3 separate regions of the Mus musculus genome follow, and regions 1 and 2 are each linked to region 3. The links are chromatin contacts, called in public Hi-C and HiChIP or PLAC-seq maps. All regions are on one chromosome and are shown on one strand. Each heading gives the region's core, a stretch centred on a gene start, on an enhancer-like site or on the middle of the called end of the contact. The rest is flanking DNA. Distances are from core to core; before and after follow the strand shown.

What was found. A called contact is a pair of places that touch in the nucleus more often than the background predicts. HiChIP or PLAC-seq counts read pairs in DNA pulled down with a chosen protein or histone mark.
Region 1: an H3K4me3 HiChIP or PLAC-seq map of the 230-238 cell line shows a contact between it and region 3, with 4 times the contacts expected there. The contact joins the enhancer-like site here to the promoter of Irs1 in region 3. A contact is called at or near these places in 7 of 39 promoter capture datasets (the 3T3-L1 cell line, 3T3-L1-derived adipocytes, the C10 cell line and 2 more), 2 of 15 datasets of contacts at CTCF or cohesin (large pre-B cells and pro-B cells), 17 of 484 Hi-C or Micro-C datasets (the HL-1 cell line, Sertoli cells, cardiomyocytes and 8 more), 8 of 115 datasets of contacts at active chromatin or transcription factors (the 230-238 cell line, cardiomyocytes, embryonic limb bud and 4 more) and 1 of 9 other capture datasets (adipose tissue).
Region 2: a Hi-C map of cerebral cortex shows a contact between it and region 3, with 2.0 times the contacts expected there. The contact joins the enhancer-like site here to the promoter of Irs1 in region 3. A contact is called at or near these places in 6 of 39 promoter capture datasets (the 3T3-L1 cell line, hippocampal neurons, pre-B cells and 2 more), 4 of 484 Hi-C or Micro-C datasets (the HPC-7 cell line, Sertoli cells, cerebral cortex and 1 more) and 3 of 115 datasets of contacts at active chromatin or transcription factors (embryonic stem cells, extraembryonic endoderm stem cells and pancreatic cancer cells).

Annotation. Positions count from the first base shown.
Region 1 is chr1:82,198,519-82,201,647 of GRCm38.p6, forward strand. No RefSeq gene overlaps it. Among named protein-coding and RNA genes, the nearest start is that of Mir6344, 68 kb to the left of the region's middle. Within about 2 kb of position 1,608, at least 67 of the 459 cell types and tissues checked have an H3K27ac peak or open chromatin away from gene starts, as enhancers often do. A contact at or near this core is called in the 230-238 cell line, Sertoli cells, adipose tissue and 8 more, where this site is marked.
Region 2 is chr1:82,356,852-82,360,396 of GRCm38.p6, forward strand. The region is part of intron 3 of Rhbdd1 (rhomboid domain containing 1); the gene reads left to right. Among named protein-coding and RNA genes, the nearest start is that of Gm46095, 13 kb to the right of the region's middle. Within about 2 kb of position 2,295, at least 59 of the 459 cell types and tissues checked have an H3K27ac peak or open chromatin away from gene starts, as enhancers often do. A contact at or near this core is called in Sertoli cells and cerebral cortex, where this site is marked.
Region 3 is chr1:82,289,623-82,292,700 of GRCm38.p6, forward strand. Irs1 (insulin receptor substrate 1) reads right to left here and starts at 1,817. Exons shown (of 2, transcript NM_010570.4): 1 at 1-1,817. The coding sequence starts at 871.

The sequences.
Region 1 (3,129 bases), core at 358-2,857, 91 kb before region 3:
GACTTGCTAAGATTGGCAATTTCTTTCTCATACCACAGAGCCCCAGAACCCTGTATGCTCAGTCTACAAGACTATGTGTCTTCATAGTCTCAATCTGGTGCCATGAGCCTGAAATGTTCTTGAAGAGCTATTGATCTACAGTCCATGTTTGAAGTTCAAAGAAGTTAATTCTAATGTCAGTAAAAGAATTATCATCATAATCGGAATCACCATTATCAGCGGCAGCAGCAACAGAGTAGATGAATTCATCAACAAGTGGGAAGGCCAGCTGAGCAAATGGTAGCTTTCCTTCTTCATGTCCTTTCATCTGAACTGCAACCAGAGCATTCTACCTACATTTAGGGTAGGTCCCCCACATCGATTGATGCAATGAAGACAATCCCCCACAAACATGCTCAGGGGCCAACCCAGTGAACACACTCTTTCAATAAGACTCTCTCTCTCTCTCTAGGTGATTCAATGTCTTGTGAAGCTGACAACTAAAAGCTAACCATCAAGGTAGGCAGTCATTCTACCATTGGTACATACCAGCCCTGGAGATCTTAACTGAACAGATGAGAAATGAGAGAAATGGGGCATTATAGCCCAGGAACCTTCATTTAACAAATGAGAAAATGCAGAAATGGGAGCTGAAGAGTTAGAAGAGCTGTTTGCTCTTGCAAGGGACAGGAGTTCAGAACCCAGCACTGATACTACAACTTACAACTATCTGTATCCAATGCCCTCTTCTGGCCTTAAGGGCACAGGAACACAAATAGTGCATATACATGTAGGCAAGCACTCATACACGAAAAATAAACTTAAGCTAATCTTTTATAAAAGACAGAAATAGACATTAGTTTTCTTTGTTATGTGTGCCAATCTGTGTGTACGTGTGTGTGTGTGTGTGTCTGGGTCTGGGTCTGGGTGTGTCTGTGTGTGTAAGACAGGAAAAAAAAAAAAAACCTTGGACGTCATTTGTCAGCACTGTTCATCTTGCTTTCTTTCAGTCAGGCCCCTCATTCGCCTGGAACTTATAAAGTAGACTAGACTGGCTAGTCTGTGAGCCTAGTGGATCTACCTGCTTCAACAAGGGGACTCCACATCATGCCCTGCCTGATTTCTAAATGTGAGTTCTAAATTTCAAACGCAGGTCTTATGCCTACAAATCAAGGACTTTAGCAACTGAGCTACTTCCCCCACCCCGGGCCGGGGGTAAGTTGTTGTGAACCACCTGGATGCTTTAGCCAGCTATTACCACACACCAACATAAGGCTTCATCTTCTTGTTGTTTGAGCCTTTCTTACTTTGCTGTCCCGGTTTCCTTTATTTCAATAACAATTTGGCTCAGCTTGCTAAAAATACCCTTTTGTGCACTGTTGGTATTTTGTTTTGTTTTGTTTTTCTTTTTGGTTTCATTGTTACTCTGAACCCTAATTTTTGTGGTGAGACCAGAAAAGGCTGGTGCACTGGTAGCAAGCACATTTGTTTGAGGCTGGTGTGGCATTATGCAAACCTAGCTGTGAGGCCACAGCTCTGATGATTTCTGCAGTCCCGTTCCTTAATCACACACTCCTCTGGAATTTATTTCTGCCCAGGCAGAATCTGGGTATTAAATGCTTTGAGTTGCTATTCTTAGAGAGCCTCTATTTTTAGCAACAAACTGTCTCTCTGAGGTGCATACAGCTGCTCATTCACACTAAAGCCTTTTCCACAAAGCTCACATTCTCCTCCCTTCTTTTTGAGGCCCAAAAGGCCTCTGAGGAAAAACAAACAACATGGGTTATATTTAGTTTCCTATTCCACTATCATGAAGCTCTAAATCTAGAGGAAGTTATAAATATACTACAAGGAAACCGTTTCTCTCTCTCTCTCTCTCTCTCTCTCTCTCTCTCTCTCTCTCTCTTTCTCTCTCTCTCTTTCAATAGTACTATAACTCCACACTGAACTGTGGCAAAAGAAAAAGAAAAAGGGAAAAAGAAAAAAGAAGACGAGGGAGAGAGAGAGAGAGAGAGAGAGAGAGAGAGAGAGAGAGAGAAAGTAGAAAGCTACTCATATTAAAGAAGTCACATGAATTAGACCTTTAGAAGACACTGTCCTAATGAGGAACCAATAACACTAAGAAATGCTTAAGACAGATCAAAAGCGTTTTTAATATTCATAGAAAGTGGAAGGAATGTCAAAAATAACAAATACCACAAGCTGAACGGCTCTTGTGTTATATGTTTACTCTCTGAGAACATGCACTGAAGCAAACTGGAAGACGTAAGGGGATACCTTTTCCGCATCCCACAAACTGCAGGGCGGGCAGGCGCATTCCCAGCAGTGCTGCCAGATGAACCTTCCCCTGTTATCTCAAGGGCTTCCTCTTTTACTAACACAGAAGCCCAGAAAGTCTTCAGTGTGCTTGGAACTCCCAGCCCATGAAAAACCCAGTACCTGCTGCCAGCCAGTTGCCCTGAGACCAATTCTCTCTCCCTCCTGACCAACTGTAACTCATTTTCAAAACCTCTCTGGTGGGAGCGCCAGTAACCCATCCAACCCTTCCTCGGCGCCTCTTCTCATCTGTCTCAAAAGGATCCAGAGTCTTGACACACATCTCTTGGTCTGTACCTGCTTCTCCAGTTAGCTTGAGGAGTATTACAGCGGGGCGGGCGGGGGAGGGTGGGGTAAGACAGGGGGTGCTCTGCTAGGTGGACAACTTTTTGTGGATCTCCAGGCTTTTTTTTTTTCTGTTTTGAGGGGAGTGGACACACATCTTAAGGGGTTGAGTACCTTCTACACTTCCATTTTGCCATCTGAAAAATTTGTCGAAACGAATAGTATAAGTCATTTATGTAAATACCCAAGCCACGATCCTACTCGTGGGAACAGCGGCTCTATGAATGGACATAATTTTTCTTATTCACTAGCCTGAATTCCCCTTTCAAGGCTCATCATGAGCTCTGACATCTTCCTTTCTTCTTTCCACCACCCTCACTCATTGGTCCCTACCCACCCCCGCACCCCATCCCGCCTATAAATTCTTCTTCTCTTTGTTCCATTCAAAATCAAAACATAATGATTCTGAGTGGTATTGGAGATGTCCCCACAGACAAGGGAAACCATCCACTTTGAAATGAAAACTCTGCGGTAAAATCTATAAAGCTA
Region 2 (3,545 bases), core at 1,045-3,544, 68 kb after region 3:
CTGCTGAGTTTATTTAGTGTTACTTGTGTGTATTTGATTTCAAGATTGATCATTTGGTTTTGTGTAATCAACTAGTGAGAATCCTCCAAGAGACTTTCAAGGCAATATAGGCTATCACAATTGCCCTTGGTTTAAGTGTAGCCCCTATTGTTAAAGACACCACACACTTTAGACACAGGGAAGATTTTGAGCTAGATCTGACCTGAAAGTCTCTTCCCTGAGGTCTAGATAATCCCAGAAAGTTCTATGCAAACTACCATGGAAGGAAAACAACCAGGAGTCCTACACAACCATGACACCTATGAACCATGACAGTGACCAGCATGGCCTGCTATCAGTAGAGGTACAACAGTGGCACTAACAACTGTACAATTATATTTAACTACTCAGCAAGAGGAACATCATTCCTAGTACTAGAAATTTAGCCAGCTACCAGGGTCATGGATCTTAGAGGAGAACGTAGTACCACCACTTTATTAGACCAGCGTAACCGCTGACTGCATTCCAAACTTATCCTTACACCCACAGGTGAGTGTAGCCCTGATCACACATCAAAGGAGCTTCCCTTTGCAGCAGACAGAGACAGCTACAGAAGACTACAACTGGTCAAATGCAGGGAAAGACAAAATTAATAAAACAGGCGCCAAATATGATGGAATTGATAAACGAAGAATTACAGTTTTGAAAAGATTCATTGCCAGGCAGTGGTGGTGTATACCTTTAATCCCATTATTCAGGAGGCAGAAGCAGGCAGGGCTTGTGAGTTCTAGGACAGCCAGACCTACACAGAGAAACCTTATCTTAAAAAAAGAAGGAAGGAAGGAAGGAAGGAAGGAAGGAAGGAAGGAAGGAAGGAAGGAAGGAAGGAAGGAAAGGAAGGAAGGAGAAAAGAAAGAGAGAGAGAAAGAGATTAATCAAGTGGACAAACCTGTGGCAGACTTTTATCAAGAAAATAAGGTGGGTGAGGCCTGCAGAGGTGGTCCAGTGTTAAAAGCACTTGTTGCCCTTCCCAAGGACTCAAGTTCAGTTTCTAGAACCCACATGGTGGCTTACAACCATCTGTAACACCAGTTGCAGGGGATCCAGTCTGGCCTTCTAACCTGCACAGGCATCAGACATGCACATAGTACATACTCAGAGATGCAAGCAAAACAGTAAAACAAAAAGTCTTTTAAAAAGAAAGTAGAAAGAAAACTTCAGTAAATAGTTTTGAAGGCCAAGCTGTCACTCTAGACAGGGAGGAGACTGGTCATCTTAGGGCTGTATTTTTGTGGGAGAATACGGTTTGCTGCTTTAAGACATCTCACACTGTTTAAAAACACTTAGATACCTATTACTCAAACCTCTTTTTTTTTTTCTTTCTTGTAAAGAAAAAGCCCGAGTTTTCATGATTCAAAGGCTAGAATATAATTTTTCGAGACCCTGGCGTTTCCCTGATGTGGTGAAATTGTTGTTTTCAACCAGATCCCTAGGTTTCTTCAGAGTTTTGGGTTTTATTCAGTGAGGTCTTAGAGAACACTCAGTCCTGGTGTCGGTTGGGAGTTCATGGCTCTGTACCCTTCCAGGGAGGGTTGCCCAGGCTACCTACCTTCTGGACTTTGATGAACCAGTTACTCTCACTTAGAAGGTGGTATAAATAGATACTGAGGGACTTGAACTCTGGGCAGGGGCTTCCTTTTCCTCATTTCTCTAAAGCAGCATTGTGAGGTGTGATCCACCACGGGTAAAAATAACTCGGACTTGCTAATGAAAGACAGTGTGCCCAGAACCTGCTCTCGCAGCACACACTTTTATAGATGCTGAAATGCTCTTGTCAAACAGTATTTTAAAAACTGTCAGAGGTGTGTGTGTGTGTGTGTGTGTGTGAAATGAGTTTTAAATAATTCAGCACTATGCAGGCAGCTGAAAATGACTTTAAAAACTTGGAGTCCTCTTTTGTATTACATAAACAGGAAGGTGCCATGAATTAAAAATGGACTCTGCCTTCCATCCATCAGGTTCCAGTAACCAGTGTGAATGGACTTTTGTTGTTGCTGCTCGCGCTTTCCCATTAAAGAATTGTGGTGCAGTTATCCCAACAGATACTGAACAGTACAGAGTGCTAGCTAGCTTCCTGACAGCAGGTCCTGCCTGCTTTGTCTGACAGGATGGCTCTGCTGTGGTGGCAGCCTCTCCTCTGCTTCCCCTGAGCGCTGCTGCTTCAGAAGTGCCGACCGAGTAGACACGGGAGATAGTGGACTTGGGAGTGAGCAATAGATTGCTCGGTGCTCGCCAGCTCTCCCTTAGTGGCAGAACTCCACTGGAAAGGAGCTAATCAAAGTCGCTCCTGTGTTCAAGCGCTGAACAGCAGTGGGAAAGCGGCGCTCAAGAGTCACGGGGAGTTCTAGCCACATGTATCATTGGATCATTAGTCACCCTTCTCTTGCTCTTCCTGTCCCATTTCTTTTTTTAAGGTGTGACAAAGAAAGCCTTTTTTTTTTTTTTCCTCCTGTGAAAACTCTTAGGTGGAAAGTTTAATACCGCACATCCCTCCTGGCAGAGCGTAGCAAAGCACTATGATTTTCTGAAGGCCAAGCGGTTTTTTTCTCTGGAGCTTCCTGCTTGTGACTGGCGTGGGTGTTTTCTGGGGATAAGAATGGGAGTGACTGGACCTCTCTCTGATCTGCATATCTCTGAGGAGTTAAGTGGCTTTCATAATGGAATATTTCATGTGTGTTTCTCGGGCTTGGGAAGTGACTGAAACCCACAGAGAAATTTGGTCGGTAGAGTGAAGCGGAATGCACTGGTCTTCAAACACGGTGCTGAAAACCTGAAGCATTGGTACCTACAGTTAACTTTAAGGGTTTGCCCTAAGAAACTAACTGTGAGAAACACACCCAAATCTATAAATTCTACCCTGCTGTCTCTGAGAGTACACTGCATATGAGAGCCATCAGGTGCTTGGAGCTCACTGATCATGGACTATTTAGCACACACTGTGCAGTGACACTCCACAGTGCTCCACCTCTTTGTCACATGGACCCTAAGCTACTGCCACCCAGTGGGAGATGCTGGGCTGGTGAATGGGGGGGGGGGGAGGTTGGGGGGGTTTCTTCCTTACTGGCTACACATAGCTCAAGGGCATTCTCAGAGCTCATTTTAATGACTGGCCCCAGCACCCTTTTGATCTGGATTTCTTAGGTTTTTGTTGTTGTTGTTGTTGTTGTTGTTGTTTTTATGTAATTGTTTCTAAGGTTAGGCTAAGACCTAACAGAGAAAAGGCAGAAACAGGTATAGAAAATAGTGATAGTGATTGAAGACACCCTATCAAAGAGGAGTTGAAGAAGTCCTGCATTGTTTTTGGTTTTTGTTTTTGTTTTTGAAATGCTTCGCTGAACACTGCAGATCAGCAGCATAGATTATGTTTTGGAAGTGTTTTCTGGTTCAAACCTGTGTATGATATCGTTAGGCTTGAGCTACATGAACGGTTTTGTGGCTGATTGTCATCACTGTGGTTGCTTTCTTGTTCCTCTGTGCAAACTATGAATCCAAATTAAAGTTTCCCA
Region 3 (3,078 bases), core at 567-3,066:
GGCTGGGTGGAGGGTTGTTGAGATGGTGCCTGCGCAGGGGAACGCTGATGGGGTTGGAGCAACTGGATGAAGACTGGCTTTTGCTGCGAGGGCGAAACTCATCGCTCATGGCCCTCATTGCCTCTAGAATGGTCTCATGCATGTTCTGGGCCACCACGGAGTCATCCACTTGCATCCAGAACTCGCCAGGCCCTGTCACAGCGGAACGCCCCACCTCGATGAAGAAGAAGTTCTCTGAGTGGCCACAGCGTCTGATATTCATCAGCTGCAGCACCACAGCGGCTGCCTCGGAGTTCAGCTTCACAAAGCTGATGGTCTTGCTGGTCAGGCAGAGGCGGTAGATGCCAATCAGGTTCTTTGTCTGACCCAGGCCCTTGGGTTTCAGGATAACCTGCCAGACCTCCTTGAACGCGGGTCCTGGACCCGTGTCATAGCTCAAGTCCTCCCCTGCCTCTCCAACGCCAGAGCTGCCGCTGCAGCTACCGCCGCAGCCTCCTCCAGCCCCGTCATGGTGGGCCTTTGCCCGATTATGCAGCTGCAGAAGAGCCTGGTACCAGCTGTCTTGCTCAGCCTCGCTATCCGCGGCAATGGCAAAGTGTTCGTCTCGGGTGTAGAGAGCCACCAGGTGCTTGTTCTTGGAGTCAGCCCGCTTGTTGATGTTGAAACAGCTCTCGAGGGGGATCGAGCGTTTGGGGGCGCTCGACTTGTGCCGCCACTTCTTCTCGTTCTCATAATACTCCAGGCGCGCTGGGCCCCCGGCCTCGCTGGCCGCCCGCAGCACGAAAAAGCGCTTATGCATACTCTTGGGCTTGCGCAGGTAGCCCACCTTGCGCACGTCTGAGAAGCCATCGGTATCCGGAGGGCTCGCCATGCTGCTGCGGAGCAGAGGGAGGTGTTGAAAAACTGGGTGAGGGGTGGCTTCTCAGTGCGGCCCCGCACATGCACTCCGGGCTGGAGGAAGCTCGCAGAAATTCTGACTCCAAAATTCACGCTGTTCCTGGAGCTGGGGAGGGGCAGCCGAAGGACGAGGTAACTGCGCCAAGGAAGATAGCCTGATCCGAGTTTAAGGGCGTTTCATGCCCAGAGGGAAGGGCAGTGGGTCTAGGGTGAGTGCAGCCGCAATCTTCCGAGGACTATGTCTCCCCCAGTCCCTGCAGCAGAGAAGGAGCTATGGTGCATCCCTTGCCGCCCCTGGTCGAGTCCGATGTAGGGAGGCAGCGATGGCCCGAGGAGTCCCCGCTTGGCTCTCTAGGCGCGCGCGCCTTCCCTCCCGAGTTCCCCTCTGGAAGTAGCGATTCCCGAGGCAAATTAAATATCCTTGGGCAGGGGGAGGCGGGCTGCCAAGTCCCAACGTTGCACCGGGTTCTCCCTCCTCCTTCTCCTCCTCCTCCTCTGCCTCCTCCCACCCTTCAACCGTCCCCGTCGCCACCAGCCGCCCAAATACCAGCTCAATCGCAGAGACCGCGGCGCTGCGGCTGTTGCTGCTGCTGCTGCTGCTGCTGCCGCCCGAGGACGCGTCCTCTGCAGCCCGCACTCGAGCCCATCTCGGCGGGCGGGGAAAGTGGCTTTTCCACGCGCAACGCTACTGGGCAGCTGGGGGAGCAGGGGACGGTCCAGAGGGACAGGCTCATCCCTGCCCCTAGCTCCAGTCCGCAAGGGAGGAGGGGAGGGGACGAGGGAGGGAGGCGGGGAGCGGGGGAGGTTTGGGAAGAGATCGGGGAAGACGCCCGGTCCTCCCGAGGCGCAGCCGCTGCAGTTACTTCTCTCCTCCTCCCTCCTTCTCCTCCCTCCTCCTCCTCCCTCCTCCTTCCTCCTCCTCGGAGAGTTGCCGAGAGCCCCAACCAAAACAAGCGGCGGCTGCGGCGGCTGGCACCGCGCGCTGGCCCTCTTCAGACCGCGCCGCCGTCTCACTCCAGAGGAGCAAAACACGTGACGGAGCCTCTGCGCTCAGCAGCCTGGCCGCCGCCGGGAGGCTCCAGCCCGGGTCTCTCTCCCTCTCCCTGCTCGCTCTACATTCCGGGCCGAGCCCGCCCCACGCCCGCCCCTCTCCACCCCCTGGCCGTGCCGCAGAGGCGCCCGCGCTGGCCCTTTGCTGCAGCGCTCGGGCAGCGCCCCTGCGTGGCCGGCAGAGCCCGGGGCGCTGTGTCTCCCACGCCCGTGCCACCCAGAGCGCCCCCGGCCCGTAGGAATCCCCGCGGCGGGAGGGCAGGCTTGTTTGGGTGGCTACCGGAAAGCAGGAGGGGAGTCTGGGAAAACGGGAGGGGGGGATCTGGGGAAGACGCAGGAGTGAGGGAGGGGGCAGTGAGAGGGGGGGTGCACTGCGGCTGCAGAGCCCCGAGAGGGTGGGGGCGCTGGGGCGGAGGGGACGCGGGTGACCTGCTAGCTCTCACCCAACAGGTAAAGGCGACCCCCGGGAGGCAGCTGGATGTCGGTGTCTGGGTGAGAGGCCCTGGTAGGGAGATCTACATTTTTGTAAGATTTTCTAAAGGACTTCTGAGCCAGTCTTCCACCTGGAATCTCCGGACGTACCGTGGTGAAGCACCTGGAAGAAACAGAGAGGGACGCCCAAGGGCAATGACTGTTGGCTAGGTTAGGGTCTCTCGGAATCGCGACCTGGGATCTCACACCTGGCACTATTAGCCGCTGATCACTAAGGAAATAAAATGTAAAAGTCACCATTTCTCTTCCTTCATGCAGGTGAAGAGGGATTCACACTTAAGGGTTAGTTAGTGCAAAAGGTGGGGGGCGGGGGCTGGAGGAAACCTGGCACCCCTTATCACATTCGTAAGTCTATTTGTGATTTTTTTTAAAGATGTAAAGGACCTTCAGAGAGTTCCTAAGTGTACACCCTTACTGTGTATATGTTAGCAGATGTTTGTTTCATAGTTTGCACGAGCATTAGACGACCCTATACACTTTTAACCTTGACCACAAGGATAAGTGGGAGACAAGGATAAGTGGCTAGGCTGCACAGGAAAATGGGTACTTCTTGATGAAAACGGGTCAGCAGCCTCTTTGCAAAGCCTATTTCTTAGTCTCACCACAAGCAGACGCTCCCCAAAGTTTTTTTTTTTCTTT